2 separate regions of the Danio rerio genome follow, and region 1 is linked to region 2. The links are chromatin contacts, called in public Hi-C maps. All regions are on one chromosome and are shown on one strand. Each heading gives the region's core, a stretch centred on a gene start, on an enhancer-like site or on the middle of the called end of the contact. The rest is flanking DNA. Distances are from core to core; before and after follow the strand shown. Region 1 holds the start of chchd3a (coiled-coil-helix-coiled-coil-helix domain containing 3a). Region 2 holds the start of nrf1 (nuclear respiratory factor 1).

Region 1 (5,105 bases), core at 1,648-4,147, 500 kb before region 2:
ATACAAATTACATTGTTTTATAAATGATTAATATCAAATTAAATTAAAAATAACTGCACAGATTAGAAAAAAAAATAATCCATGTGCATTTCTTATTGTTCAATTAACATCATCCCATATAAATTTGTATTTGCTGTTTTATCCAACATAAATAAGACAAGTTTGTGTTGTTAAACTTGCATGTTATTGTAACAATTGCTGACAGTGCCTATATGATGTTCAAACAGTGCTGTTTTGGTAAATAGTTAAGTAGGTTTTGAAACAGCCTCTATTTGTTTTGAAAGTCTACCAGGCTAGTCAGAACACCTCTGGCTTTCCATTCAGAAGGATACTATGTAAAGTTTAATGCTGATATTTCACAGAAAAGCTTTTTTTAAATGCAGTTATGTACATAATTTACACGTCTATGTGTACATAATATGAAAGACTAACAGGATGTATCGTAGCAAACATGCTAAGTGCATCTCCATTCGTGACAATTTTCTTGCAAAAAAAATGAGCGCTGACATGCAATGCAGGCAAATGTCAGTTGACCAGAAAAGACTATGTACAAATACCGCGCTCACCTTATTACAGATATAAGTAAACCGGAGGGGTCTTTGCTTTTGGAAACTGCGCTCCTGTATCTGCCTGTGTCAGCTGCCATCTTTCCGCTACTACACCCAAACACCTCGTGACGGACGTCAGCCAATGGGAATCCTCCATCATCACAATCAGCTGAACGCAAAGGGATCCCTGGGAAATGTAGTCCTTTTTGCTAAATAAATAATAATAAGAAAATTGGTGGCTGCAAAATTGTTCTCTGATGAATGTAATGTTATAATCTATATAAAAATTCCTGCTATAAGATTATATGTTGATTACAATTTAATTCTAAAACGTTTTCTATATTCAGTTACATGTAATGATCTTTTGTAATGTAGATTTTAATATTTTCTGCTGTATTAAATCTGTTTCAATAATTAATGGTCACATTTATTGTCAGGTTTTACTTTTTTCAGTCAAAATTTTGCTAATAAAAACAACATAATACATTTATATTTTATACTTAAGACAATACTAAAATATATTTACATATTTTGACTAGGGTACCTTGATATAGCTTAGCTTTGTGAAGCATATTAACCACTTCGATCATCTTAAATGATCTTATACAAAACAGTGTGAAAAAAAAATCTTAATAAATCATCAGACATACAGTAACTGAGAGAGAAAGATGGAGCTGAAGGTGAAAGTTGTTAACTGCTTTCTGTTTCAAGGATATATTGCTCTGGACCTGCAATCCTCTATCTCCTGACGATCTCTGCTGTAACAAACCGAGGAGGGAAGGCCATTGATTGTGAGGGAAAGGGTCGATCTGGCAGTCTCCTCTTTGACTGATGTGTCCGTGGACAGCAGAGATAACATAGTGGCCAATTTTGTGCCCCTTCAAAAAAGGAAACAATCATGGAGACTCTGAGGTTATTTTTCTTTTAGCTCCTCTGAGCCTAGTCAGGTCCAGAAGTTCTTATCGGCTTCCTCTGAGGCCCATCATTTCTGACCAATCTACTGTCCTTTGCTGATGACACGAGACTGAGGTTATTTCTCATCACCTCGTGCAGGATAAAAGGTTGTCGTGATGACATCTGAGGGCATGTAGACAAAGACAGCCACCCACTAAAGGACAGAAGACCCATGTCTCTAAATGCCCACGGCTCCCATTTGACACATAGAACTCAGGTGCATATTTCTTCAAGTTACTGTTAGACAGGATGCATTAACAGTTAAAATAGATATTAAGTTTGTTGCAAAAATGGATTTTTAAAATGTTTTGAACAACCTCAAATCATTTGAAAAAAAAGCATTATATTATATTATATTATATTATATTATATTATATTATATTATATTATATTATATTATATTATATTATATTATATTATATTATATTATATTATATTATATTATATTATATTATATTACATCACATCACATCACATCACATCACATCATATCATATCATATCATATCATATCATATCATATCATATCATATTATATCATATCATATCATATTTGCTTTTATATACACTTTAAGTTTAGCATTTTCTTATTCCCATAACATTCGTGTAATTTAATAAATTGTTTACCTGCCCGCACTACTAATTATTTATATATTTATTTATTTATTCTGGAATTTTTGGATTTTTATATACATTAATTCATTTATTTGCATTTTTATTTATTTATTATTATATTTATGCAGGAATATATGGATTTATTTACTCATTTATTTATATATTTGCCTATTTCTTTATTTATTATATATTTGTGCAGGAATTTATGGTTTTATTTACTCATTATGTATTTATTATTTTGTTTATGTAGGGATTTACTCATTTATTTATATATTTGAATATTTATTTATTAATTTATTCATTTTTATACAGGAATTTACTCATTTATTTATATATTTGCATATGTATTTATTTATTGTTTTATTTATGCAGGAATTTAGGAATTTAACTACTGATTTATTTATATATTTACATATTTATTATTTTACTTATGCAGAAATTTAGGGGTTTATTAACTCATTTATTTATATATTTGAATATTTATTATTTTATTTATGCAGTAATTTATGAATTTATTTATATATTTGCATGTTTTTTTTTGTTTATTGTTTTATTTATGCAGGAATTTATTAATTTATTTTCTAATTTATTTCTTTATTTTTTTGCATATTTATTTATTTATTTATAGTTTTGCAGGTTTCGTACTCCATAATTGCATTCCCTTTGCGTAAATAAATAAATCCTAAACCTATTTGAAATCCAAAAGGTTTATCTAAAATGTTGTCGAATGGAAAAACCAAGCACATGCCCAGAACCAATGAGAATCGTCTTTCTTTCCCTGTGCGAGGTGGGAGGGGCTAAAGGCGGAAGCTCTGTTTGTTTCTGGCCCTGGCGTTCGCGCGTAACATAACCAGAGAGCTGTCAACTTTCTGGAGTTCATACTGAACACATTTACATGAAGTAGCTGGCCAAACACCAGCGGGCTTGCTTGTGCGGGAATGGGAGCTAACAACAGCACGCGCCGTGTGTCTTTTGAGTCGGATGAGAATGACAACATAACGATAGTGAAGGGCATCAGGGTGAGTGACACACACGTCTGTTCTCCTCCACCTGTCAAACGCACATCAAACTGACGCACGCCTTTAATTCACCTACTGTGATCGCAATGAAGGCCTCTAATAGTCTTAACTTATCTAACTGGATAAACATTCTGACCCTGATTGAACACTTCTTACTTCAGCTAACCAAGTAAAGCTGCCATACAGTTTATTTTGTAAGCAATTCTTGACCTGAGAGAAAATATTTTGTAGAAACCTGTTGCAGTTCAAGCATCACAATGTCAACAATAACAGCACTGTGACCCCAAACCCTACCTCACCCCATAACTATCATATACTGTCTAGGTCACCCTTCATACAACTATTTATGTCATATTAGTGCTATTATTAGATTTTATTAAACGACTTTTTGGGGAATACCAGCATCTTTAACCTTTATTAGGCAACGTGAGATGTAAGCAAGGACATTTTGTTTCATAAACAACTCAGAATTGCATTTTAAACCAAGCCTAAAGAAAGTGCAATTATACATACACTTTGAAATGATTGATAATTAGCTTATACATAATTAATTATAATTATGTATAATTATAATGATAGCTTATACTAGGGATGCTCCAGTCAAGATTTTTGCAGCCGATACCAAGCACCGATTTCTTGTCATGGTGATCGACTGATATAGAGTGCCGATTCTGATGCGTCAAGCTTTATAATGCATAATGCACATTTTACCTCTAAGTATGATACTTAAGTGGAGATCTCGCGTTACCTAAGAGAATAAATAAAAGATGCTGCCTTAAACATGTCCCTATAACTAGGACCAGATGGAATCTGTGCACATTTTTGCTATTTTTGCACAAAATTTGTTCAAAATCTGCGGATTTATGCGGAATGATTTTGGCTCGAACCAGCGGCCTTCTTGCTGTGAGGTGATCGTGCTACCCGCTGTGCCACCGTGACGCCCTCTATAATTTCTTTTCTCTAAATGCTTTAAACTGGCTTGAAATGAAACAATTATTTTTTATTAGTATTATTTAGTCTGTATTATTATAATTTATTTCTGAAATAAATATTGCGATAATGAGTATAAATTCAACTAATGAAATGAATAAATCTGGAAACAATTCATTAATTTCAATTTGATTGGGATGATTTTGTAGGGGAGTACATCTGCATACAATATATTATACCAAAAACAAGCATTGACAAATAAATTTAAGCAAAGATAAAAATAAACAAAACAGGAATGTTTGGAATTTTTAATTCTATAAAATGTGCAGTCAGGTTTTAGTGAACTTGCAATATTGTCAAAAGCACAGAACTTTCAGTTCTTACATATGTAATATAGCCTAAATACATCAAGGCCATTCGAGTTTTGCTCTCCAACTAGTACGTTTAGTAAACTCGTAAATAAACACCTGCGACCGGTTCATGAGATCGGCCAGATTGGCGAGTACCGATCGAGTCATAAAATGTGATTATTGGCCGATACCAATCTCCGCAAGATTGATCGGAGCATCCCTAGTCATAACTTTGTGACATTTTAGTTTATTTAATGCAGATGTTTTGGGTAGGACAGTGATGACATATACTGTTATAGGTAGTTTTTCTTTTTTTCTTCTTCTAGTTCTAATTCTTCTTTAATTCTAATTCTTTTAATTCTAATTCTTCTTATAATTATCATTATTTAGTTTTTTTAATAATAGTATAATAATAGTATAATAATAATACTTGTTGTTATTATACATGTAATTTATTTTATTTTTTATTGTTTGGATTAGTAGTTGTAGTAGTTGTTGTAGAATATTTGAATTAGTCACATTAAATTCATGTAAAAAAAGAAGACCTAATAATTTCCAAATATTCCTTTCATCTCTATTTATCCAGAGAAATTGAAACAAAATATGAAATGCAAACAATAATTGTGTAACTACGTAAATAATGTTTGCAAATTTAAAGTGGAAAAATAAAATGACTAAACTTGAAAATAT
Region 2 (4,994 bases), core at 430-2,929:
AATAATAATAATAATAATATAATAAATAAAATCATTGATTCATTCATTTATTCCTCAAGCAACATTAACTATTGTAGAACTGTTAATAACGATACTACTATTTGAAAACTACAATAGCACCACCCATATTTTGAAGCCAAGGTATTCCGGTACTACTATAGTACTGTGCAACCCTGTTCCCTACATTATATTGTAAACAGCATGAAGTATTATATTATATTATATTATATTATATTATATTATATTATATTATATTATATTATATTATGTTATGTTATGTTATGTTATGTTATATTATATTATATTATGTTATGTTATGTTATGTTATATTATATTATATTATACTATATTATATTATATTATATTATATTATATTATATTATTTTATCATGTTTCCTTTTAACAGAAAATAAATATGACAAAGCAATATATATATATATATATATATATATATATATATATATATATATATATATATATATATATATATATATATATATATATATATATATATATGCGCACATAATTTTGCCATAAAAACAATAAATTAAATAAAAATATTAAAAATTAAATAAAAACATTAAACATTATTTGTGAGAAATTATTTTGTAATTAAACACAAACCTGTTTTCAAACTTTGGCTCAGGAACCCCAGTGAGCCACAAGAGATTACTATAGTGGTCTGTGAAAAAAAATATGAAAAAAGCATTGAAATAAATAAAATATACTAATCAAACAAATTCATAAAAGTAATATTCAGTTAAAATAATAACACTGTGGCACTGTGGCTCAGTGACTCGCCTCACAGCAAGAAGGTCACTGGTTTGAGTCCTGGCTGGGTCAGTAGGCATTTCTATGTGGATGGCATTTCTTCCCATGTTTGCATGGATTTCCTCTGTGTTGCTCCGTTTCACCCACAGTTCAAAGGCATGCAGTAGGTGAATTTAATTATAAATTGGCCATAGTGTATCTGCTTGAATGAGTGTGTATGGATGTTTCCGTGTACTGGGTTGCAGCTGGAAGGGCATCTGCTGTGTAAAACATATGCTGGATAAGTTGGTGGTTCATGTGGTGACCCCAGATCAATATAGGAAAATGAATGAATAAATAAAAATTACAAACACAAAGATTAAGTAAAATTTTGAAAAACCTAAACTTGTAAAAGAATAAACGAATGAACATATGAATAAAACAAATGAAATGCTGTAAATGCAGTATGGGCAATTATAATGCAAAGGAAAGATATAATAATGTAACTTTATCTAATTTAAATATTTTCCAATGGACATTTTAGACTAATTGATAATATAGTTCTTTAATAAGTGATAAATTAGGCCTTTATTCAAACATCTATAACCTTTAAAGCTTTTTTAAATTATACATTTTAGCTTAGAGGTGTTTTGTATAGTCTGTTGCGACTCAAAAACTTTATATATGAAATCTTTCTATATCTAATTACATATAATTATCATATTGTTATTAATATTATTGTTAAAAACAAAAAAAAATCGGTGCCATGGAAATGTCGCATTCCCACACCCATTCCCTCACTCTCTGTGAGTGTAGTGTGCACTTGCTGCTGCTGCATCACGTAGTAGTGTGTAGCACGAGAGGGAGGGGCGGGGTTTGTTCTGTGCACTTCGCTCGTGACCGCGCATCAGTCGCTGAGCCCAGGACGCGCGCACTCTGCTGCTCGTTCTTTGTCCTCCATTGCAGCTGGTGTTCACAGCTCCGCCGCACCGCGCAGGCCCGAAGTAGCGCAGCCGCTCTGAGGTTAGTGCCCTACCGCGCAATCTCCAGCCATTTCAGCCCTGGCGCAGCCGCACCAAACAACCCGGCAGCGTTTGCCTTTCACACACTCAGATGCAGATCGCGACGATGCGAAACAGAACTGCAGATGATTTCGAGCACTTTTGCCCGGATGGCAATTATTATTTACCCCGCTCAATTTGGGGCAAAAAAAGAATCATGGCGCAGGCGCGGGCCTTTGGCCTAACGTACTGAATTTAGATGTGCAATCGAATCGCTTATGTTTTTTGTCCAGATGCTAAATGGGATTTCAGTGCTTGATAGCTTGTGTCTATATGCTCGATCGCGGAATCGGATTTTGAATGCATGTATTATATCGCATTAGCTTAGCAATGTTATCGATCAGTCGAGTGTTTATATCGCTTTATTCTCAGTCAACAACGGTGCTCGCTTACATTTTATCTAAAAGAGCATTTTAGATGTTTAGCGCTTATCTCAATGATTGTGATCATTAAGAAGTTGAATGGGCGACAGTGTTTAATATTTTACCAACACACTGTCCCATTTCTTTACAGTAATATTTATTCACCATTTGAAAATAACCGCCATTTATGTGTTTGTTATTAATGCTCTAATACACCGGTCTGTATCGCTTCAGATATATTCAAACCTACCTTTTATTATGGCCGTTTATGTTTGTTGAAATGTTCTTTGGTATAATATATTAATGTTTTTTTTAATGATATGGTCATTAAAAGTACCTATTCCAGTGTTTGAGGTCGCTGAATTGAGCAGAATGAATTAGCTGCGTTAGCTTCTGGTTTACGTTATTTATCTTACGTTACGTGTGCACGTTATATACTAACGTTACATTCATAGCACATACGTTTTATTTAATTATTTTACATATGCTTTCGGTCTTAATTTAAACGATTAAAAAAACTATAAATAATATTGATTAGAAAGTTGTAATATGTTTGAACTACACTCCTTGCTGTCAGAGACTTCAATATTTTATTATTCAATAAAAACTTTAAAAAAGGTTTTTATTCTGTGTCGTTCAGTTTGTGTGTCATCTAAAAAACAAAATAACTTCTGGGTGTAAATAATCCTGATGTATTTTTTTTTAATGATTGCACATTGCAAAACTGTACTGATCGTGTATATATGCAGTTAACAACATTAAAAAAAATTGCTAATTATTTTAGGTGAATGCTAGGATGTCAGTATGTCTTACTCCATCTATATTTGCCAAACATTACTGTTTGTATATAAATAAAAAGTTAAATATAAGGGGGACGTATATTGATTTCAAGTAATCTTTTGTGCCCCCTACTGGATTGATTGTTTAAAACAATAATAATATTGAAGTCTGTGAAAATAAAATATACATTTACAACTTAGTTCATACACAATTGTACATTTGGTGATGAAAATAAACAATATTAAAGTTTATTTTTAGCTGAAACCAATGTTTTTGTCTATTGTCTATAGTATCAATTGATCATATACTAGTTACTAAACAGGCAAAACTAAATGAATACCTGTCGCTAATCACAAAACATTATGTTTTAAGAAGTAAAAGGAACCAGTTTTCTGTATTTATGTTCTCCATCCGTGCCTGATCCTATTTAAATTATGCTCCGTTTTAACCATAGTGTATTGTTAGCAGCCAAAGGGGATTCATTTAATTAACCAAATGTTTTAGCTTGATTTCGGACACATTTTGTCATTGCCCATTTCACCTGTATTGACCCAAAGTGAAATGTTTTGTTGTGCTGTTTTAATATACAAAACACATGAATCGCAATCGCGTCATATTAACGGTATACATTATAATAGGGATTCACAGTATATATTTATTAGTAAAATGCGAGTTTGTTATTATAATATAATGCAACGTGTCTCATATTTTATGTGTATTTTAAATGAAAATACAAATTACAATGCATGCCTAACACTTCACAACATACTCAGTTTGACACTTGAATACAACTATGAACGCAAGTCAATCTGTGTGCTAATATCTTGTTTGTGTGTGTGCGTGTCTCAGTGTGTTTGAGTGAAACTGTATCGGGTGATGGAAGACCATACGGTGCATCAGACGGAGCATATGACCACTATCGAGGCCCACGCCGTCTCTCAGCAGGTCGGGCAGGTGCACGTCGCCACATACACAGAGCATGGCATGCTGAGCGCCGACGAGGATTCGCCCTCCTCGCCTGACGATGATGCTTATGATGACTCCGACATCCTCAATTCAACTGGAACAGATGAAGTCACCGCACATCTGGCTGCTGCTGGTAGATTTCTGCACATGCTGCCTCTTATGAAAATTTACTTGTTTGAGTTAGTCTAATATATCATGCATCACAGATTCTGGGTTGAAAGGCTCAATCAGATGCCAAAAGCGAACAAATGGTACTAACACACACAAATATATTGTTGAAAGTCATATCCATGGTTATTCTCTGATGGTCAGACAGTGATTTCTCTTTTGTGATTGGCTAAAATATTGGTGTGTGGGATGCAGCAAATTCAGACACTAATGACTATTGACTTTAATAAATGATATGACTAAACTGGTCATAAATAGCAGCACAGTGACTGCTAGTGATTAGACAGACCACTAGATGGTGCACTTAAACCATAAATAGTCCTATAATGGGCTATATGCACACAGACTTTTAATATTCAGCTTGCCAGCCCTAGAGATTTCAGTCTTTCCATTACAAAATTGGCGCAATTAAGATCTGATTTCTTTAAAAATCAGCGATCTTCACTGCCTGATAGGTATACAATATAAAGTGGGTCTCAGTCCGGACAGGAAGCACTGCATTAAATTCAATTTCCCACTGCCATGCCTTTAAAATATGACAATTTATTTCACTCCATTATTTTCAATGGAGTTTCTGCGCTAGCCTGCTGATCCTGACAGGGCTACTCGGTCGTTCATCTCAATTTACGCTTGAACAACTAAATAAATACTTAAGTCTATTTAACTGAATGTATTGTAATTACATTACAACGTCGATGCTGTGAAAGTAACCTTGTGAAATTGAAAATAGTCACATTAAGCTTTCACCGAAGGTTTATCTTTGGCTGAAAAACACTAGGTGTGCATAGAGCCCATTCAAGATTGAACAGGGGTTTTATAAAATGATTTTTCTGGTTGATACTGTATGTCTAAAAACAGCTGATTTTTCTTTTTCAGGGCCTGTTGGCATGGCAGCAGCTGCCGCTGT

Evidence for each region. Hi-C and Micro-C count contacts between places; a contact is called where the count stands out from the background.
Region 1: a Hi-C map of hematopoietic stem cells shows a contact between it and region 2, with 5 times the contacts expected there. The contact joins the promoter of chchd3a here to the promoter of nrf1 in region 2. A contact is called at or near these places in 1 of 18 Hi-C or Micro-C datasets (hematopoietic stem cells) and 1 of 4 datasets of contacts at active chromatin or transcription factors (embryo).

What each region holds. Positions count from the first base shown.
Region 1 is chr4:16,184,846-16,189,950 of GRCz12tu, reverse strand. It overlaps chchd3a (coiled-coil-helix-coiled-coil-helix domain containing 3a), which reads left to right and starts at 2,897. Exons shown (of 9, transcript NM_214804.2): 1 at 2,897-3,135. The coding sequence starts at 3,055. exoc4 (exocyst complex component 4) reads right to left here and starts at 646. Exons shown (of 18, transcript NM_001030134.2): 1 at 567-646. The coding sequence starts at 646.
Region 2 is chr4:15,683,393-15,688,386 of GRCz12tu, reverse strand. It overlaps nrf1 (nuclear respiratory factor 1), which reads left to right and starts at 1,679. Exons shown (of 11, transcript NM_131680.2): 1 at 1,679-1,773; 2 at 3,803-4,052; 3 at 4,964-4,994. The coding sequence starts at 3,830.